Regions from separate parts of the Mus musculus genome. Here region 1 is linked to region 2. The links are chromatin contacts, called in public promoter capture Hi-C maps. All regions are on one chromosome and are shown on one strand. The core of a region is the stretch at or near the end of the contact, and the rest is flanking DNA. Distances in the headings are between cores, read along the strand shown.

Region 1 (4,462 bases), core at 303-2,802, 470 kb after region 2:
GCACCCTGCGGCCTGCTGTTTTGCCAGCTCTGTCACCAGCTTGAACTCCTCACCGAGAGCCGGGAGTCTGCTTTTGTGACTGCGTGGCTCTCCTGGGCTCCATGTCCATTGCCACCCTTTGGCGTCCAGGGCTCCTGGAAACCAGTGTCCTCTCTCTAAATCCACATAAGACACCTGAGTGTAATGAGGGACAATCGGTTCAATAGTGCCAGATGGGCCTGCGGGTGGCCTACAGTCATAGAGTCACATGCCTGTGTCAACATGGCTGCAGTCCTTTGGGTAATCAGTGATGTGTTTGGTCACCCAGAGTGCTCTCTTTTCACCCAAAGCGTGTTTCCCACCAGAGGGAAAAGGTTTGGGGCCATAGTCGGTCGGGCTTGGAAGGTGACCTCAGAAAAATCAAGCATGGTAGCTCTTATCTGCAATCCCGCCCCTCAGGAGGCAGAGGCAGGAGAATTGCCACCATTTGAAGCCTGCTTGGAATATGGAGTAATAGCCTGTCTTTTTTTTTTTTTTTTTTTTTTTTAAAGATTTATTTATTATTATATGTAAGTACACTGTAGCTGTCTTCAGACACACCAGAAGAGGGAGTCAGATCTTGTTACGGATGGTTGTGAGCCACCATGTGGTTGCTGGGATTTGAACTCTGGACCTTCGGAAGAGCAGTCGGGTGCTCTTACCCACTGAGCCATCTCACCAGCCCAAGCCTGTCTTAAACTCCAAAAATAATTAACCGGGAAGGTCCCTTCACCGCCTGAGAAAGAAGAAGAGACTTAATGAAGCTGAACATGATGGCTCATGCTTTTAATTCCTGTATTTGAGAGGCAGAGGCAGGTGAATCTCTGAATTTGATGCCAGCCTGGTCTCCTAGTGAGTTCCAGGCCAGCCAGGGCTACACAGTGAGACTCTGTCCCCTAGAAAAAGGAAAAGCAAACCCAACCCAGCTAACTGCAGTGCTGCGGAGAACCAGGCGGGCGGGCGGGAGGGCCAGGGGAAGGGCCTCCTCCCATCGCTCTCATTCAGTGTTCCCTTCCCCCACCAGAGGGGAAAGGATTGGGGCCATAGTGCTCAGGGCTTGGGAAGGTGACCTCAGCTTCCCTGCTGAAGGCCTGACTGCCTAGCCAAAGCCAACAGGACTGGTGGTGCTTGGCCTGGAGTTTCCCTGTTCGCAGGAACTGGGGTTTGGCCTCGCTGCTGCCCCTGCTGTGTGAGGTAGCTTCAGCTTTGGATGGGGCCAAATGGGCTGAGTGGGAAGGAGCAGAGCCTCTCTTTGGTGAGCAGGAGTGTCAGTTCCTGAGTCAGCACTTCTTCAGCAGTGCTGTGTTCCTAGAACTCACGTACAAGGAAGGCCTCAGGGCCCCGGACAGGCTCTGGGCTCAGCTGGGGTACAGCTCAGAGCCCTGGGCAGCAGCTGCCTCTCCTGGCCTCTGCTTCCCGCTATGCTGCTGCTCTAGACCTTCCCTTCTGGTTTTCTGCTGACAGCTCACTCCTCCGGTGTCCACTCCCTGCTCCCAGCCAGCTGCAGGGAGCAAGGAGGGCCTTGTACTTTGGAACTGGCTGGCTGTACTGGCTGCTGAAATGCAGTGTGACCTGGCCCTCCCTGTGCACTGATACCTGAAGCTCTGACACTGAACCAGCCGCACACCGACTGCAGCTCAGTGTACCTCCGCCTTCAAGGTAGCCTCAATTGGCTGACTAATGTGCCCCCAAGTTCCTGTGTGTCAAGAATGTAGAGGTCAGAAGACAACCTTGTAGAGAAGGGTTCTCTCTCCACCTTCACATGGGTCCCAAAGATCAAATTCACTGCCAGGCTCGTATGGAAAGCACCCAGATCAGCTGAGCCATCTCATTGGCTTTGTTCTTCTTAATTGTTTCCTGGTATTGCCTGGAATTGAACCCAGAACTTTGTTTTTGCTTGGCCTGTCTAGCCTAGCACCTTCGAAGTGCCACCACCCCAGCTTTATACACAGGGTGGGGGAACATTGAGTGGTACCCCCCCTAGCTGTACAGTGCAGCATCAGCAGGCCTTGATGAACGGGGTGGTGGGGAATCCTGTGCCAGCATGTGTAGTCCTGGACACTGTCCTTTCCTCGGGACTTCCCCCTACAGTCAGTCTGTCTGTCTGTCTGTCTGTCTGTCTGTCTGTCTCCTGCATCTGAAGATTGCACGTCAGCCCTCCTGAGGTTGGGCTTGGAGTAGTTTTCCCAGTGCTAGAGCGGTTTGTGAGGCAAGAGTTTGGCTGGACCAGCCTGTTCCAGACTGTCTTCTCTCTGAGTTGCTTCCCTGGCTCATCTTTTGGGGTCTTGGCAACTTTCTGGGAAGTACTAAGTGGTTCTCAGAGGGCTGGCCTACATTTGGGGTGACCTGGAACCTGTGAACATTCAGTAAGTGACAGGAAACTTAGTCCAGGCAAAGAGAAGGACAGTGTTCAGATTCCGCGGAGAGGTCAGGCTGTCATGAGGCTCTGCGCAGCTGTTTCCAGTCTTCCCAGCTCTGCTTGTGCTCCTGACGGGCAGGCAGGGGTCTCAAATTTGGGAGCAGTGGGAGAGAGCAGCAGGGAAGCACAGTTGTCAGACAGGGTCCAGAAGTCCCTGAGCTACGTTTACGTGGAAAGCGACCAGCTCTGCAATGTCGGCCGTGCCACTTCCCTTCTTGCCGCCCAGGCTATGACTCCCTCCAGTACCTGCCGTCCCAGTCCTCAGGAAGAAAACTGCGAGACTCACACTTAAGTTTTATTTACTTGTGTGTGGAGCCACAGAGCAGTTGTGGAGACCAAGAAGACAGCTTTCTGTGCTTGCCCCTCTTCCTTCCTCTGGGTTCCCGGGATCGTGTCAGCAGCATGAACAGCAAGTGCTTTTACACACAAACCGTCTTGCTGGCCCGAAATCATACTTTTTGGGGGTGTAGGGGGGATGAGGGGTATTTTGTTCAAAACAGTTGCATGTCACTTATGCTGTCCTTGAATGTGTTCTGTAGCCAAGGGTGACCTTGATCTTTCTTTCTTTTTTTTTTAAAGATTTATTTATTATTATACATAAGTACACTGTAGCTGTCTTCTGACACACCAGAAGAGGGCGTCAGATCTCATTACAGGTGGTTGTGAGCCACCATGTGGTTGCTGGGATTTGAACTCAGGACCTTCAGAAGAGCAGTCAGTGCTCTTAACCGCTGAGCCATCTCACCAGCCCAACCTTGATCTTTCTGCCTCTGCTTTCCAAGATTTCCAGTATGTACCAACCACCATGCCTGGCTAATAGTACTGTCAGTCATTAATGGGGAAATTCAGTTATGTCTCTGTCATAGATGTCTTAGATGGCAAAGGTCACTTTAATTGGGATGGGAAACAGCACAGAGTAAGGTTCAGGACTAGAGTCAGCAACTTGGCTTTAGAGACGCATTTAAGACCTACACAAAAGGGAAGTGGTCTGTGGTACTTTTGAGGGCTTGTTGGAGAACAAAAGTCAGCAAACCTTTTCCTTGAATTAGTATTGTCAGCTATGTAGAGCTTTTAGTTTCTGCTGCAACAATCAAACTCAGCTATTACAGACAAAAGTTGGCGTAGCCATGTAAATGAGTGCCTTTGTTTCAATAAAACTTTATTCATACAAGCAAATGATAGGCCAGTTTTGGTCCTGAGCTTACCAGCCCCTATTGTAGAAAATGAGCAAGGCTTGTACAAGGATCTGATGTTTAGACACCAGATAGATGGCAGCTGCTGATTGCTGCTGCTTATTGTCACTGCGCTGTTCGGGGCACAGAGCTGGCGGGTTTCTCTGTGCCTGTGTCACTGTGCTGAGTGAGCTGTTAAGTATAAACTAGTAGCATGCTTTGGCTGAGCATCTGTGCATGTCATGTGGGTAAAAATACCCCTTGAGGCAAGAAAGACCGTGAGTGTGCGGTGAGCGTGCCTTTGGGCTGTATAGTAGTGTTCAGATCAGAGCATTTTAGGAATTTACAAAATAACCTCCGGCCTAGAACTTCCAGCCACACTGGTGCTCGGAAGCACTGGAGCAGCCTGGGCCTTGGAGTCGTGTTGAGCCCTCTCCTGATCCTCCCTCAGGTTATGACTTTGCGGCTGTCCTTGAGTGGTTCGCAGAGCGTGTGGACCGCATCATCTTGTTGTTCGACGCCCACAAGCTGGACATCTCAGACGAGTTCTCAGAAGTCATCAAGGCCCTCAAAAATCACGAGGACAAGATCCGTGTGGTGCTGAACAAGGCTGATCAGATCGAGACGCAGCAGCTGATGCGAGTATACGGGGCCCTCATGTGGTCCCTGGGGAAGATCATCAACACCCCCGAGGTGGTCAGAGTCTACATCGGCTCCTTCTGGTCACACCCACTGCTCATCCCTGACAACCGGAAGCTCTTCGAGGCAGAGGAGCAGGACCTCTTCAAAGACATCCAGTCTCTGCCGAGAAACGCCGCCCTCAGGAAGCTCAATGACCTCATCAAGCGGGCCA
Region 2 (4,648 bases), core at 613-3,112:
AAAAGAAAGAAGGACAAATTTTAAATAACAAGGAGGCTGGAGAAATATTTCCATGGTCAGGAGCCCTGCCAGAGCCAGGCACACACCTTTAATCCCAACACTTGGGAGGCAGGGGCCAACCTTGTTTAACTGAGCAAGTTCCAGGACAGTCAGGATTGTGTACAGAGAAACCATCTTAAAAAAATAAATAGCCGGGCGGTGGTGGCACATGCCTTTAATCCCAGCACTTGGGAGGCAGAGGCAGGCGGATTTCTGAGTTCAAGGTCTGGTCTACAGAGTGAGTTCCAGGACAGCCAGAGAAACCCTGTCTCGAAAAACTAACTAACTAACTAACTAACTAACTAAATTAATTAATTCATTAAAAAAAAAGCCATGGCGACTCACTCCTTTAATCCCAGCACCTGGGAGGCAGTGGCAGGTGATCTATGTGAGTTCGTCTACAGAGTGAGCTCCAGGACAGCCAGGGCTACACAGAGAAACCCTATCGGTGGCTGCTCTTTAGAGGATCGAAGTTCCAGTCCTAGCACCCATATAGTAGCTCACATTGTCTATAACTCTAGTCCGAGGGACCTGATGCTTGTTTGTGCCTCAGGATCTTGCATGCACATGGGGCACATAAGCTTACATAGTCACATACACATTAAAAAATAAAGGAGCAGGATTTTTTTTTTTTTTTTTTAGTATAGAATAGAGTTTATTTGGGGCATAGGGAGGGGAATTAAGAGTGTAGTAGAGGGGCTGGTGAGATGGCTCAGTGGGTAAGAGCACCCGACTGCTCTTCCAAAGGTCCAGAGTTCAAATCCCAGCAACCACATGGTGGCTCACAACCATCCGTAACGAGATCTGACTCCCTCTTCTGGAGTGTCTGAAGACAGCTACAGTGTACTTACATATAATAAATAAATAAATCTTTAAAAAAAAAAAAAAAAAAAAAAGAGTGTAGTAGAGGCAGAGAAAGGCAGAGAGAGGGAGAGAGTAGAGAAGTAGAGGCCGGGCATGACCACATGGGATGGGGGAGGGGATGGGGGAAGGGGAGGCAAGAGTAAGAGAGATAAGAGAGTAAGAGCAAGGAGCAGGATTTTTAAAAATAAAGACTTGCCTGGCATGGTGGATCACACCTTTACTCTTAGCACTAGGGAGGCAAAGGGCAGCAGATCTCTGAGTTTGATGTCAGCCTAGTCTACAGAGCAAGTTCTAAAACACCCAAGGCTACACAGAGAGACCTTGTTTCAAAAAAAGGGGAAAAAAAGTAAATAAAAAGAAAAAAAGTAATTTGGTTTTTAAAATGTGGTTGTTATAGGAGGGCATGATGGTGCCAGCTTCTCCTCTCAGCTACACAAGAAACTGAGGCAGTTGGCTTGTGCTCAAAGTCAGTCAAGCTAGTAGGCCCGATCTCAAGGCAGTAAAAGCTGACGAGAATATAATATAATATATAATAGAATATAATATACAAGGCCCTGGATTGAATTTCCAATATAGCAAAAAATAAATTTAAAAGATGAGCACAACAGGCTTGTATTTAAAACACTCTGACAACTGGTAAATTTTATAAGTAATGAAAGTGTGGGGGTGGGGCTCGAAGTCCAGCCACACTGCCCAAGCAGCCGAGTTCCCAGGAGTGTGCCCAAGCAGCCGAGTTCCCAGGAGTGTGCCCAAGCAGAGTTCCCAGGAGTGTGCCCAAGCAGAGTTCCCAGGAGTGTGCCCAAGCAGAGTTCCCAGGAGTGTACCCAAGCAGCCGAGTTCCCAGGAGTGTGCCCAAGCAGAGTTCCCAGGAGTGTGCCCAAGCCGAGTTCCCAGGAGTGTGCCCAAGCGGAGTTCCCAGGAGTGTGCCTTTGCCAGCTTGGTTCAGGAACACTGCTTCCTTTTCTGGAGTTAGGTACAACTATAAATATCGGTGACGCAGCTAGAGATGACTGTGACTGAGGCTCCCAAGCCTGCGTCAGTGATTGTCACCAGCTGTGGGTGGCTTCCGACAGCGCTAAAATGTGTGGGACTCTAATTAGGTCCAGAAGGAGGAGCTTCTAGGTAAATTGGTTAGGATATTCCAGGCGGGGACTCTGGAGGTAGAGCAGTAGTTCTAACTGACAGGATCTTGACCAGGATTAGACTTGGGGCTCACACAGTGGAGAGATGCCTAAGGCGAGAGGTCAGGGTCAGAGCTGAGCCTCGAGGCTGAAATTCCTGAGGCAGAAAAAAGTCCAGGCTGTGGACCTCATGTGCCCTCCAGGTGGGGACCACAAAGCTGCTCTTTGTTGCAAGAGGCACAGAGCATCCTGACCCGGTCTTTTCAGAAGGTTGGAGCTGGGATCCCACAGGCACAGTGCCAGGCTAAGGCTGGCACTGTGCCCATTGTGCCCCGGAAACCCTACCACTGCTCAGATTGATGCCCCCCAGTCTCTCTCCCGCTTTATTAATTGACAACTGGATGTCCAGAGCCAAGGTATCCTGAGCGCCATGGGTCTAAGTTGTCATTCTAGAATTCCTTCTAGAGTCAGTGGGGAGCTGCAGCAGTGTGGGGTACCTATAGAGAAGACTGTTAGGACATAGGCTCAGGCCAATAGGAAGTCCTTACCAGCTGGTTGGCAACTACACGGGGTGCTCAGGATCCCAGTGTAGGCCCGAGCCTTTCTCAGGTGAAATTTTAAGCACAAACCCCCCGGGTTTCTGGGTTGATGTACTTCGGTTAACGAGATCAGTTACACAGAAGCAAAAAACTACAGAAGCCAAAAAACAAGGTTGGTAGTACATTTAGAGACTTTCCCAAAACTATAGATTTTGATGAGAGAACTGCTGTCTTAAGAGTTACTACTGCTGTGATGAAACATCATGACCACAGCAACTTGGGGAAGAAAGGGTTACGTGTCCTAAGTCAGAGCCTATGGTGGGAAGCCAAGGCTTCAAAGAGCTCAGGAACCAGCTGGGAGGGAGGAGCTGACGTTGAGGCGGCAGTGCGCTGCTTGCTGCTTACCGCTAGCTTGCTCATCAGAGTCAAGGACCACCAGCGCAGGGCCAGCACCACCCACGAGAGGCTGCTGGGCCCTCCCAACTCAGTTCTTACTGAGAAAATGCCCAACATGCCTGCCTATAGTCAGATCTCATGGAGGCCATTTTCTCAACTGTGGCGCCTTCCTCTCAAGTGACTCTAGCTTGTGTGTCAGGTTGACAGACTAGCCGGAGACCTGCCTTCTCCAGCCCAGATCCTCCTGCTTCAGCCTCTAGATGCTGAGATCACAGTTGTTTGCATGACTCAGCTGGCTAGGGAACTGCAAGGCCTGTCTTGCTCACTCCCCTGCACAGTCAGGCCCAGGTGTTCTCTGCTACTCTCTGGCTTAGTTTCCAAACATAGCAAACATGAATGTATCCTCAGAAGTTTCAAGAAGGGTAGCTGGGAGGGAGGCCCAGGTGTTCTCTGCTACTCTCTGGCTTAGTTTCCAAACATAGCAAACATGAATGTATCCTCAGAAGTTTCAAGAAGGGTAGCTGGGAGGGAGGGCCAGCTGTGCTACCTCAGGACCCTGAATTGGGAATCGCTGGAATCTACCTAAATGGTTAGTAGTGGTCCTACATGTCGTAACCTTAAAGCTGAGGGTGCGGAGGCAGGCAAATCCCAGAGCTTGTTGGCCAGCATCTTTGACAACTGCTGAGCTCCTATTTAGTTAGACGTGGAGAGCCTGTCTCCAGAGTCTCATGGACTTTGATAGTAAAAGAGAGCCTCAGGTTCTGGCCTCATGGTGCACTCGGTCCCTGAAGGCATCTCAAGGATTCCAAATGCTGTATCCATCAAACACCAGCAGCCTGGAAGGAAAGCCCAGAAAGAGAGGGTAGAACAGTCAGCCAGCAGAACTATGAAGAGAGACGAGACAACCAAGGAGTCAAAGGACTAGACAGAAACCACAGTTAAGACGCCAGGTGCTGAAGGTCACTGAACTCAGGAACTGGTGATCTGCTGGCGCTTACGAGGGAGAGAAAGACAGTGTAGATTCTGGCCCAGTTCAGCTTTAATGCCACTGTGAGAAAAGCTGTGACCTGGGTTTGTCTCCATACCCTGAACTGGAAGAGATATAAGCTATCATGCGGCTCACAGTGGCCTCCTGCTTTTGCAAAGGACACAGAGGGCCTGGCAGAACCCTGGGCAACTGCCAAACTTTCTCCTAGGAACTGCTAAGTCCTTTGGGGAACAGGAAAGAGGGGCCTGGAGCCAGAGCAGGAAGGAAGCACGGTACTGCAGGGACTCGAACCCTGGCCCGAGGTGCGGGCGTGCCGCCACCAGTGCCTTTTGCTTTTTCCTGCTCACGTTCGTTCTCTCAGACAAAGGTGAAAAGCAAAACCTGAGCGCGGCCATGAGCCGCGGTCAGGAAAAGAAACACCTGCGGCGGCTCCGTGCCCCTCCCAGGCTCACTCCTGCCGGTCCTGATGCCCTGCCAAAGGCTCCAGGGGACTCATGTCCCCCTGCCTCCAAGTGAGTGTTCCCCACCCTACATGAGAAGTGCATGCATGAAATCAGACTCCAAAAAATGAACCACAAGTCACAGCCTAATTGCTCTGAGACAGGGTCTGGTGCAGTAAGCTCTGTGTGTGTAGACACTCCCTAAGCCACCCGAGGGCTGCCTCTGTGTGGTGGGGAGGTAGGAGAGGGGAAGAGGGTTGC

The links. Capture Hi-C pulls out chosen DNA fragments and counts their contacts.
Region 1: a contact with region 2 is called in a promoter capture Hi-C map of pancreatic islet. A contact is called at or near these places in 3 of 130 datasets of targeted methods (extraembryonic endoderm stem cells, microglia and pancreatic cancer cells) and 2 of 9 other capture datasets (adipose tissue and pancreatic islet).

The regions. Positions count from the first base shown.
Region 1 is chr19:6,290,154-6,294,615 of GRCm38.p6, forward strand. Ehd1 (EH-domain containing 1) reads left to right here. Exons shown (of 5, transcript NM_010119.5): 3 at 4,061-4,462. Among named protein-coding and RNA genes, the nearest start is that of Cdc42bpg, 14 kb to the right of the region's middle.
Region 2 is chr19:5,820,434-5,825,081 of GRCm38.p6, forward strand. It overlaps Neat1 (nuclear paraspeckle assembly transcript 1 (non-protein coding)), which reads right to left. Exons shown (of 1, transcript NR_131212.1): 1 at 4,275-4,648. Among named protein-coding and RNA genes, the nearest start is that of Malat1, 20 kb to the left of the region's middle.